2 separate regions of the Sus scrofa genome follow, and region 2 is linked to region 1. Evidence: chromatin contacts called from public HiChIP or PLAC-seq data. All regions are on one chromosome and are shown on one strand. Each heading gives the region's core, a stretch centred on a gene start, on an enhancer-like site or on the middle of the called end of the contact. The rest is flanking DNA. Distances are from core to core; before and after follow the strand shown.

The links. HiChIP or PLAC-seq counts read pairs in DNA pulled down with a chosen protein or histone mark.
Region 2: an H3K27ac HiChIP or PLAC-seq map of alveolar macrophages shows a contact between it and region 1. The contact joins the enhancer-like site here to the promoter of DEF6 in region 1. A contact is called at or near these places in 3 of 5 promoter capture datasets (fetal liver, fetal skeletal muscle and liver), 17 of 47 Hi-C or Micro-C datasets (blood, brain, embryonic fibroblasts and 11 more) and 2 of 2 datasets of contacts at active chromatin or transcription factors (alveolar macrophages and skeletal muscle).

The regions. Positions count from the first base shown.
Region 1 is chr7:31,189,215-31,194,623 of Sscrofa11.1, reverse strand. It overlaps DEF6 (differentially expressed in FDCP 6 homolog), which reads right to left and starts at 2,836. Exons shown (of 11, transcript XM_001929239.6): 1 at 472-2,836. The coding sequence starts at 567. ZNF76 (zinc finger protein 76) reads right to left here. Exons shown (of 14, transcript XM_021098617.1): 12 at 4,617-4,781; 13 at 3,978-4,091; 14 at 2,305-3,154. The coding sequence ends at 3,050.
Region 2 is chr7:31,310,021-31,315,429 of Sscrofa11.1, reverse strand. LOC110261706 (a long non-coding RNA gene) reads right to left here. Exons shown (of 3, transcript XR_002346170.1): 3 at 5,332-5,409. Among named protein-coding and RNA genes, the nearest start is that of RPL10A, 15 kb to the left of the region's middle. Within about 2 kb of position 2,004, at least 39 of the 83 cell types and tissues checked have an H3K27ac peak or open chromatin away from gene starts, as enhancers often do. A contact at or near this core is called in alveolar macrophages, embryonic fibroblasts, fetal liver and 5 more, where this site is marked.

The DNA.
Region 1 (5,409 bases), core at 1,587-4,086:
CCAGCCATGGGCGGTGAGACTCAACCCTCTCTCTCAGCTGGAGAGGAAGTGACTGACAAGTACTAGCTACTGTCTCTCTTCGATGCCAGGAGGAAGAAGCAGGAAGGAGCAGGGTGCGTGCCTGAGCTTGACTCTGGGGAGACGTGTGCTCATCACACGGAGTCTGGGATGCAGTTTGGCCTGTGGCCCTCAGGATCCCATAATGCCACCTCTACACCCCCGCTCCCGACAGCTGGGGGCCAGGGCCCTGGGTGATGGCTCTGCACACACCTCTCTGGGGCCTCAGGACGGTGGGCAGCAGCACCCACCAGGCCATGAGGCCCCACTTACCCAGTTCGGGCCGCCACCCCTCCTGGGCCTCTGGGTAGCTGGGCACCCCTGGGAGGAGCTGAGGCCACGCCTAGCCCCCCGGCGGCGGGGGCTGGGATGAGACCGTCTGCCCGCCTCCCCTGCGCCCCGCGCTCCCCTCACCTTGAGCTGAGACTTGGAGACCTTGCCGCTCTTCTCCACGTCCAGCGCGGTGAAAGCGTACCAGATGGACTTGAGCAGCTCCTTGCGCAGGGCCATGGCTGAGGCGCCTGCCCGGCCCAGGGGCGGCTCTGACACTGAGATCCGGTTTCAGGAAATGCAAACGGCTGCAAAGACCGCAGAAGGGCCGAGGCGCGGAGCGAGAGCTCCACCTGCCTGCTCCTTCAGGCTCCCCACGCTGGCGGGACTGGCCTGTTGCTCTGGCGGCTCAAAGCAGCCCCACTCCGGGATCCGGAACCGGGGAAAGCCCTGGAGAGCTAGAGGCCCGGTTCTACTCAGCCTGGTGCCCTGGGTGAGGCCCTTTAGGAGTCTCTCAGCCCCAGAGCCTTCTGCATCCTGCTGGGCTCCCAGAGGCAGCTTGCGGAGGGAAAAGTGGGCCTATTGTGGCTATGGGGTCAAACATCCTGCAGCACGTCCACGCTCACAGGTGGGACACTTTGGATAAGTACCTCCACCTCCCTGAGCAGTTTCTCTGGCAAAGCAGAAGTGCTCACCTGGGAGAGCTGTAAAGAGGTGCGGAGCGGATGTAAAGCAGAGAAGGCGCTGGAGACAGCACTTCTTTTAGGGGCACTAACGTTACTGTGGTGTTGGGGCCTCTTGGGTGGCATCAAACAGGCAACAACACAAACCTGAGGCGGGAACCAGGCTGGGGCACCTCCAGGTCAGGACATGGCCTGGATTCACCACCTCCCCACCCTCTGGGCTTTGGTGCTAATTGGCACCAGAGCAATGTCCACGCTGGGGCCCCTGGCCCAGATCTGGAGATTCTGAACTCACAGGGGTGAGCCCAGCCTCAGGAGGGCTGGGAGTCAGAGTGCTCCACACCGGGGCTCCCATTTCCTGAGGTCCAGCACCTGGAAGGGCTGGGGCCTCCTCCTGCCCGGATGCTGAGAGAACCTGCTCAGGGACCTGGGATACCACTCCCTGGGGACATAGCTTAGGCCCTCTGCTCCCAAGAAGCTGGTGGCAAAAGTAAAAGGGAGATTGCTGGGCACCCTAGGAGAGGAGGCCTGCACTGGGGGAGGGGGCCGATCTCCTGGGTGGCAGTATGAATACGGGCACATCCCCCACAGGGAAGGGAGGAGATGAGGCATCTCCAACTCCTGCAATGTTCTCAGGCAGGAGGGGGTCCAGCTGTCAGGTACCTTTCCCTGCCTCCTCTCCTTCCCACCAGGGGCCACTCTGGTCCTACCACATACTCTTCAGGGCACTCTGACCGTGGCTTGGGAATTCCATAGCATGGCCCCAGACACCTCGGTGCCTGGGCACCCCAGACCTGGGTACCAAAGCCAGAACTTCAGCACCAGGGCAGCAGAGGCCTCAGAGACCCTGGGTACTGTGGCACAGGTACCCTCACCCCAACCTCGTGGAGCTGCTTTGCCTGGAGCAGTGGCTTGTGTGCTGCATATGGAGGGGTGGCTGGGTCTGGAGGGGCTCTGACAATATAACACAAGCTAAGGAGGAAAAGAGAGTTCCTCCAGGCCAAACATCCTGAGGCCTAAGATGCAACCAGGATGCAGAAGCAGTGTCACACTGGTCCTGTTTGGCCCTCTGAAGCCCACTTGCTCAGCTGGAGGCAGGAAACCTCTGGCAGCAACTCAGGGCTTAGGTTACAGCAGGGCTTCCTGCCCCCAGTGCTCCTGGTGGGAGAATCCCACTGTCTGGCACTGAGACTGAGTGAGGTCTGTGCCTGGGATACAGGGCCAAGAGCCTGATTTGACCAGCCCTCCAAAAGGGCCCAAAGCTAAAAGGAGGGAGGAGGGAGGGACCCAGATGGAAACTTGGAACTTTTATTAAATACTCATTCACCCATTTGCCACCACCATCCAGAGCAGGAAAAAAAAAATTATCAAAATGGAATAAAAAAAAAAAAAAACAAATCATACCCAATCCCCAGTATGTACAAGGTCACTCCCTGCCTCTCCCACAGAGGTTGGCGAGTAGCTGGGGGTAGGGGGCTGCGCACCTTTTTTCCAGCCACAGGCCCCTGAGCATTTCTGACTGCAGTGGCAGGAAGTCCCTGCTGCCAAGTGGCCAGGCTCTTGGCTGGCCTCCAGAGAGGAGGTTATTGCTGGGAGAGGCAGGGCTGGGCCTGCTCTGCCCCTACTGGGCTGAAGAGCTGTTGTACCCTCTCCCCTGGTGGCCAGTGACCAGTCAGAGTGGAGGACTAGTCCCAAGAGCAGCCCCAATCGCCACCCGAGAAGGAGTGGACTGAAGGCAGGAAGTGTGTTTTCTAGAGAGAGGAGAGGGTGCCCAGCTGATTTGGGGGGGCGCCCAGTGCAGCCTGGTGATCAAGCTTGTCCTCCTTACTCCTGAGGATGACGTATGCCCCCGATTCCAGCTGCCTGGCCCTCCTCTTGGGCAGGGCGCCTGTACCCTTCAGGCTGTTTTCCTGCTGCCTTCTTGCCCTAGAGACCGACATGGCACCTTCCACGCATCAGCCACAGCCTGGGCCTTGGAGGCAAGGATGCCTGTGTGGCACGGTACCACTAGCATGGTGTGGGACGCAGCCTTCTTGGGCTCAGCAGCCGCTCTCTGACTCTGTGGGCTCCAGGGTCACAGCCCCCTGCTGCATGGCAGCGGTGGCCACGCTGATGGCCTCCTCTAAGGTCTGCTGCTCCTCCAGCTGTGGAAAAGAGGGTGGAGAAAGAGGCAAGAGTGAGACCCTCCCCCTAGACTCCAGTGGTAGGAGATGTGGCTACTTTTCGAATCTCCTCCACCCACCCTGTGCCACCCACCTAAGTCCTGAGTAGAGTCCAAGGCACAGGGGTTCCCTGATGGAACCCTGTAAGGCTAGGTGTGGCGAGGGGGGCCGCGCAAGAGTCCCAGGTCAGAAAGGGAAGCTTGCTCACTGAAGGGGAAGGACTAGATGGAAAGGACCTTAGTAATCACCTACTTCAGCCTTTTTATTTTCCAGATGAATAAACAGGGACATGAAGAAATTAAGAGCTTAGACCACCAGGTACTCGATCATCTGAGTTATCCTGAAGGTCAGAAGGGGCTTCATCTCCCTGCCCTAGTCAAGAAAGGGCCCGAGACAGGCGCATGGATGTAGGCAGAAAGGGATTTGTCATCTGAAATTGGCTCTTTTTGGGCCAAATGCTGTCCTCTTCAAGCGCTCTACCTAGTTCCCCTTTCCTTCTTGTTCCTCTCTCTCTCTCTCTTTTTTTTTTTTTTTTTGCTTTTTAGGGCCACAGCCATGGCACATGGAAGTTCCCAGGCTAGGGGTCGAATTGGAGCTACAGCTGTTGGCCTGTGCCTCAGCCACAGCGACGCAGGACCTGAACTGCATCTGTGACCTACACCACAACTCACAGCAAAGCCAGATCCTTAACACATTCAGCAAGGTCAGGGATCGAACCGTGTCCTCATGGATACTAGTCGGGTTCCTTACAGCTGAGCCACATTGGGAACTCCTCTTGTTCCTTTCTCTGGCCACAGTGTCCTACCTGCACTGCAATGTGAGTTCCGTTGGCTGTGGCCAACAGCGCCACCTGTTGATGATGAAGGGATGCTACACTTGAGTCCTCAGCAACCACAGTCCCAGAGGTAATGATTGTGACCTGAAATAAAGAATGAGGTTGTCCAACCCACCTACATTACTCTCCCAAACCTGGAACCCCTCCAAGAACGGTGGCTAGGAGAAACCCAGAAGGAAATGGATAAAACCATTATGGCTCAGATTAATTAACTCGGGGCTCAGAGCTAAATGGGGTTGTATTTTTCTTTAACTTACAGCCAACTTACTTTAGGAACTTCAAACCAAAGGACAGAGCTGCAAAAGACCCCAGAGATAATTTAATCCCCTCGTTTGAAAATGGACTAAAGTCTGTGAAAAAGTAACTTGCCTGTGGCAGCAAAGCAAATAAGGGGTAGATCGAGATTTAGAAACTGTCTCTTGATTCCCAGTGCAATGCTTTCAACAGGAGAGCTGCTGATGACCCAAAGGAGCTGTAGGAAGACCCTTTATGTGTGGGGATCTTGGTCCTCATAAGCAGCCTGGCCTAATTTAGCCTGCACCTTATGGCCCGTCCCACAGAAAGGAAGGACAAGAGAACAAGAAACCCAAGCAAACCGCCTGGTCATACGGGCTGCGTCTGGGTGCCATCGGCGCTGACCATGGTGACTGTATGTGTGCCAGATGTGGTAAGGTCATCATCATGACTGGGGATGGTGAGGGTGGTGCTGCCGTGCTGGGTCACCATACTGATGGCACTCCCCAGGGCCTGCAGGTCTTCTGGGGACAGGCTGACCTGCCAACAGGAAGGAAGAAGATGAGCGGGTTGTCTGAAAGCCCCTAGGCAGGTGTCTCTGCTCTCCCAGACCAGGCTGGCTAGTTGGTAAGCTAGAAGATTAGCTTCCTGTCACAGGGTGAAGAGGGTCAGGACAAGCAAGACAGGCCCTGGGTGGCAACGAGAGGCACCCTGAAAGAGTTCTGCTGACCACTCCCATTCACCGCCACTTTGCCTTGGGGGCTCTGTTCCATGCAATTCCGGCTCTCCACTTAATTTCACCCTTGTTTCACCCTGGACAGTGAGGGTGCTGACAAGGGTCAGGTTATACTGCTGGCTGGAAACCCCAGGCTTCCGGACCCCACACCATGTTCTGGCCCCTACGCCAACGTGCCTCTCTTAAGGACATCCAAGTGTCTCAATCAGATGAACAAGGCCTGTCGGCCTTCAGTTCGAGAGAGAAATGCCTAACTGTGCTCCAGAAGTCCCAGAGACTGAGCTGGAAGCAGGAGGAGGAAGAGGGGCTGTGGAAGATTTGGTACCCTGGGCCTCAGCTCTCTGAGATCCATGAGAAACTGGGTGGAGGTAGGGCTGCCCAGAGAGGATGGAGAGGATACCAGCCACAGTGGCCTGCCTGCCCCATCCCAGG
Region 2 (5,409 bases), core at 755-3,254, 120 kb before region 1:
TTAAACATATGTCCTGGAGTTCCCTTGTGGTGTGGTGAGTTAAGGATCCAGTGTTGTCACTGCAGCGGCTTGGGTTGCTGCTGTGGCGTGGGTTCCATCCCTGGCCCAGGAACTTCCACATGACTCAGGCCAAAAAAAATGTTCTAAGTTCTCCTGACCATTCTCTTGAAAGAAATTCAAAATGATGGAATGTGGGAAGAAAATATTAAAACTTTTATTTCTATTTATCTAAAAAATAATAAATTAAGTATTACAAATATTTAATACATGGATTGGTCCTGCATATTCCAGTGTCCAGCTCAATTCTTAGGGAGGGTATGGGAAAGCGGCCTGATCTTCAGCCCCTAGAGGCTGAAGGTGGCACCTGACCCCCCCCTTACTTTCTGTGAATCTATGGATGCTATGTTGGTTTTTTTTTCCTTTTTTGCCCCTCCACCCTTAGCATATGGAGTCCATAACTAGGGGTCAGATCCCTGCTGCAGCTGCTGCAACCTACCCTACAGGCCAGATTCCTTAACTCACTGTGCGGGCCAGAGATTGAACCTGCCTGGCATTGCAGAAAACCATCCCGTTGTGCCACATTGGGAACTCCTGCTTTTTTTTTTTTTTTTTTTTTGTCTTTTTAGGGCTGCACTTGTGGCATATGGAGGTTCCCAGGCTAGGGTCGAATTGGAGCTGGAGCCACAGCCAGAGCAAGGCCAGATCCAAGCCTTGTCTGCAACCTGCACTGCAGCTCGAGGCAACACCAGATCTTTAACCCACTGAGGGAGGCCAGAGATCGAATCTATGTCCTCGTGGATGCTAGTCAGATTTGTTTTCCACTGAGCCAGGACGGGAACTCCCATATTGTTTTTTAACAAAACAAATCTTCACCAATTGGACACATGGCTTATAAGATGCCTGAAAAAGAAACTGACTACCAATAATGGAAGTACAACCTAATAAAAAAATGGCAGAGTGACACTTCTGCTCCTAGTGGGAATTCTTAGCTACTTAAGGGAGGAATGTTCAAAGTCACCCAAAACACTAGAAATGATCAAGATCATCCTTAAGGTAAGTGATCTTGCCCTACAATGTATATTATGTGTTAAAAATTAATATAAAACCACCACGATTAGATGTTTATTCTGTTTATTAACACGTTTTAAATTTCTATTTTGGCTCAGCACTAGAACCACACTAGTATCCATGAGGTCATGGGTTCCAATCACTGGCCCCTTTCAGTGGACCCAGCGTTGCTGTGAGCTGTGGTCTAAGTCCCATACTCAGCTCGATCCACTATTGCTGTGGCTGTGGTTTAGGCTGGCAGCTACAGCTCCAATTCAACCTCCAGCCTGGGAACTTCCATATGCTCCCGTACCCTAAAAAGACAGAAAATAAAGCTCTATTTCGGTACACTTGACAATGTACATATTTTAACACCCGTGTACACGTTATACATAACGAGTATACCTATACTGTGGGTACAGGATCATGGAAGTGTGCGATCAAAATCAACTGGAGTTCACAGACATCATTATTCATCTACACTCAACCGAGGGCATGTGTCTTCCGTCTAGGTATGTGGCACTGCACCCAGCAGGTGCTCAGTAAAGGTCTGACGGATGCCCCTCCTCACAGGGGGCGCGCCGTGGGGAAGTAATTAATCTCCCAGCGCCTCAGTCTTCTCTTCTAGAGAAGAGGGGTGGCGTTAGCCCCTGCCTCTCACGGCGGTAGAGAACGAAGGCGGCGCCCCGCGCTGCGCCAGCTGCCGCCGCAACCAGTAAGGCAGGAGGAAGGTGGGCGGACGACTTACAGCTCCAGGCGACAGTCCGGGCCCTCCACGACGGGCTCCTCCCGGCAGAGCGCCTCGAGCACGCCGCCCCAGCAGAAGGGGTCCCTGCCGCGGCCGCCCAGGTCCGCAGCACCCCCAGACCGCGCCGCGCCCCGTCGGGCCCCGCCTGCAGCGCCTGCAATAGGAGGCGGGAGGGGGCCTCCAGCTGCGCCCAGGGCGCCGGCTCCGCGCCCTCTGCCTGAGCAGGCGCCGCCTCGGGGGCCGCCATACCCCGGGCCAGGGAGCCGTGCCGCTCTGCGCCCTGGTTTCGGGCCTCAGCTCCGGGGTCTGGGGAAAGGGACGCAGACGCAGGGACAGCCCGCGAAATTAGCACCTTCTGAACAGGAAAGGAGAGGAAAGGGCAGCTGGGGCGGGGCATGAGGGCCGGCCAGGAAGGGGCGGGGCCAGGAACGCTCCTGGCCGGGAGGAGGGACTGAGTAGAGGGGCGGGGCGAAGTGCGTAGCGGCTCACGGGGCGGGGGCTAGAATGGGGCGTGGTCACAAATAGGCCTGCGGCCGGAGTTAAGCCAGGGAAAGTGGGGTGGGCGGGGCTTGATGGAGGGGCGGGTCCTGGGCTGCAACCTTAAACCGCCTCCTCCACTGCTCACTGAAGTTAAGTGCTTGAGGGAGGGAGGGGTGTGAGTGTGCAGAATAGGTATCAGGGATCCTTTGAACTTGAGGATCCAAGCATTTGATTTTAGCTGATGTCCACGATGCTTGTAGATCATGAGCTCTGCAGTAGGATTTGATCATAATTTACCACCCCACCATATAGTCACCTCTTCCATAGCTCATCATCTGCCATCATTCGCGTTTCAGTCCTCTCTAAAAATCGTTGATGTATAAATATACCTGAGAATGGAGTCTCAGTGAAACCTAACCATAGGTGTATGGCCATAGATCTTACTGTGAACTTCCTCCCCAAGACCAAGAAGAGGCCTTGCTCTGGTTGTTTGTAAGAAACCAAGAGTACCTCCACTTCCCGGGGTTTCAGTTTAAGGAAATCTGGAGGAGGCAGGCTCCCAGCAAAGGGAAGGATCATAGTAGAGGACAGGAATAAAGGGAGGGGAGAGAAGCCCCACATCACCACATAAACCCTACTTTGGGTGCCAGCTTGTACTTATCCTCCCAGCTTCTGCTACCACTTACACCTCCACTCTTTCAATAAATCTTTACTGAGCACCTAGGACTGGGGCTACAAGGAACAAAATAAAGACCCTTGCCAGAATTCCCTGGTGGCTCAGGGGGTAAAGATACAGCATTGTCACTGCTGTAGTACAGGTTCAATCCCTGGCCCCAGAACTTCCATATGCTGCAGGAACGTCCCCCCAAAAAAAGACAGTTGCCCTCATTACCTCATTGTTGCTGATACTCAAGAGAGGAGAGACAGACAACAAAATAAGTAAACAATAGAATGTTTGTGGGACGTGCTTTCAAGAAACATACCGCAGATGGAGTTCCCGTCATGGCGCAGTGGTTAACGAATCCGACTAGGAACCATGAGGTTGCGGGTTTGGTCCTGCTTGCTCAGTGGTTAAGATCAGCGTTGCGTGAGCTGTGGGTAGGTTGCAGACGTGGCTCGGATCCTGCGTTGCTGTGGCTCTGGCGTAGGCGGTGGCTACAGCTCCGATTCGACCCTAGCCTGGAACTCCATATGCGTGGAGGCCAAGAAATAGCAAAAAGACAAAAAAAAAAAAAAAAAAAAAAAAAAAAAAAAAAAAAAGAAACATACCGCAGAGAAGGAGACAGAATGAGGTAGTTTTAAATAGGTTGTCGGAGTTCCCGTCATGGCTCGGTGGTTAACGAATCTGACTAGGAACCATGAGGTTGTGGTTTCCATCCCTGGCCCCACTCAGTGGGTTAAGCTTCTGGTGTTGCCATGAGCTGTGGTATGGGTTGCAGACACGCCTTGGATCCCGTGTTGCTGTGGCTGTGGCTCAGGCCAGCTGCTGCAGCTCCAATTGGACCCATAGCCTAGGAACCTCCATATGCCATGGGTGCGTCCCTAGAAAAGACAAAAAGACCAAATAAATAAATAAATAAATAGGTTGTCAGGCAAGAGGAACCTGAAGCAGATAAGGGAGCGGGCCAGGGAGAGGTCTATGAGGAGAGCATCTCAGGCAGAGGGAACAGCAAATGCGAAGACTCTGGGCAGAAGCACGCCTGGAGCAGAATGGACTTGCTGGGCAGTCATAGAAGATGAGATCAGAGAGTTAACCAGGTCAGATCCTGTGAGGCCTTGAGGTCACAGAGAGGAATTTGCCTTTCACCCTGAATAGAATAGAAAAATAAGCCATAGGCATATTTCGAGCTGGATCTGATATCCATTAGAGCCAAAATTGTTATTTTTTCCAAAATGACTTCAAGGGAGCTAATGGAAAAGACTAAGGAGTCTTTCTTAGATAGTACCTGCTTTGCAAAGGCCAAAATAGCAGGAAAGAAGTTTCTTCCAGGCACCACTATCTCAAGTTACCAGTTCTAAGTTCATAGGAGATGTTTTTGTTTTTGTTTTGTTTTTTCTAGGGCCGCACCCGCAGCATATGGAGGTTCCCAGGCTAGGGGTCTAATCGGAGCTGTAGACACCGGCCTACGCCACAGCAACACGGGATCTGAGCCACGTCTGCAACCTACACCACAGCTCACGGCAACACCGGACCCTTAACCCACTGAGCAAGGCCAGGGATCGAACCCGCAACCTCATGGTTCCTAGTCGGATTCATTAACCACTGAGCCACGATGGGAACTCCTGTTTTTGGTTTTCAGATGATCAAATGCTGGTCTTCAAATGATGTTGGGGGTGGGGGGAGGGGTAGGGAGGAGAAGCCCTGACAAGTAGTGGGCAAGGCCACTAAACAGTCTTCAATGTCCTGCCCATCCTCAACTACCAGCTTTACCCTGTGGTGGCTCTGGTTCCTACCCACCAAGGTCTGCATTCTAGCCAACAGGAAAGAGAATAGGGAGCAAAGTTCTAAGAACTTCAAGAACCCTGGAGACCCTCTCCTAGGATCCCTGATATTAGTACTTTTAGAATACCTACGATGTTATTTCCCCTTTCCTTTCTCTTTCTCTTATGAGCATAAAGTGAAGTTTTCCAAAGTCTCGGTGATGGGTGATATTGCATCAGATTAAGTACAGAAGTAACCCTTGGTTGCAATGGGGGCGCAGGTGTGCCTGGGCTATAAGTAGACACTCTTCAGACACCAGCAGTGATGGCGTAGGTTGCATTTTATTGGCTTTCTTTCCGAATCCTTCTACAAAAGAGCCAAGTTTAAAACCAAGTCCCTGGCCAAGGGGGTGAGAACCTTTCCTCTTTCTCCAGAGCCCAATGACTCCCCATCTTCCCCAACTGTGTCACTGCTTCGGTTCATGGGGGTGGAGGGCTTGCTACTTTCATCCCCACCACGCCCCCAAAGGGAAAAGACCTACCACCAAGCAACCCCTGCCCCTCACCCCATCCCCCCCACATTGATCCTGGTTACGAGAGGCAGTGGTAAGAACTGTGGGATCCGGTAGGAGGTCTGAACCCCAGAAGGCCACAGTCAGGGCACAGTTCATGAAGAACACTTCCTCCTCTGGCTTGGTGACCCCTAGGAATGC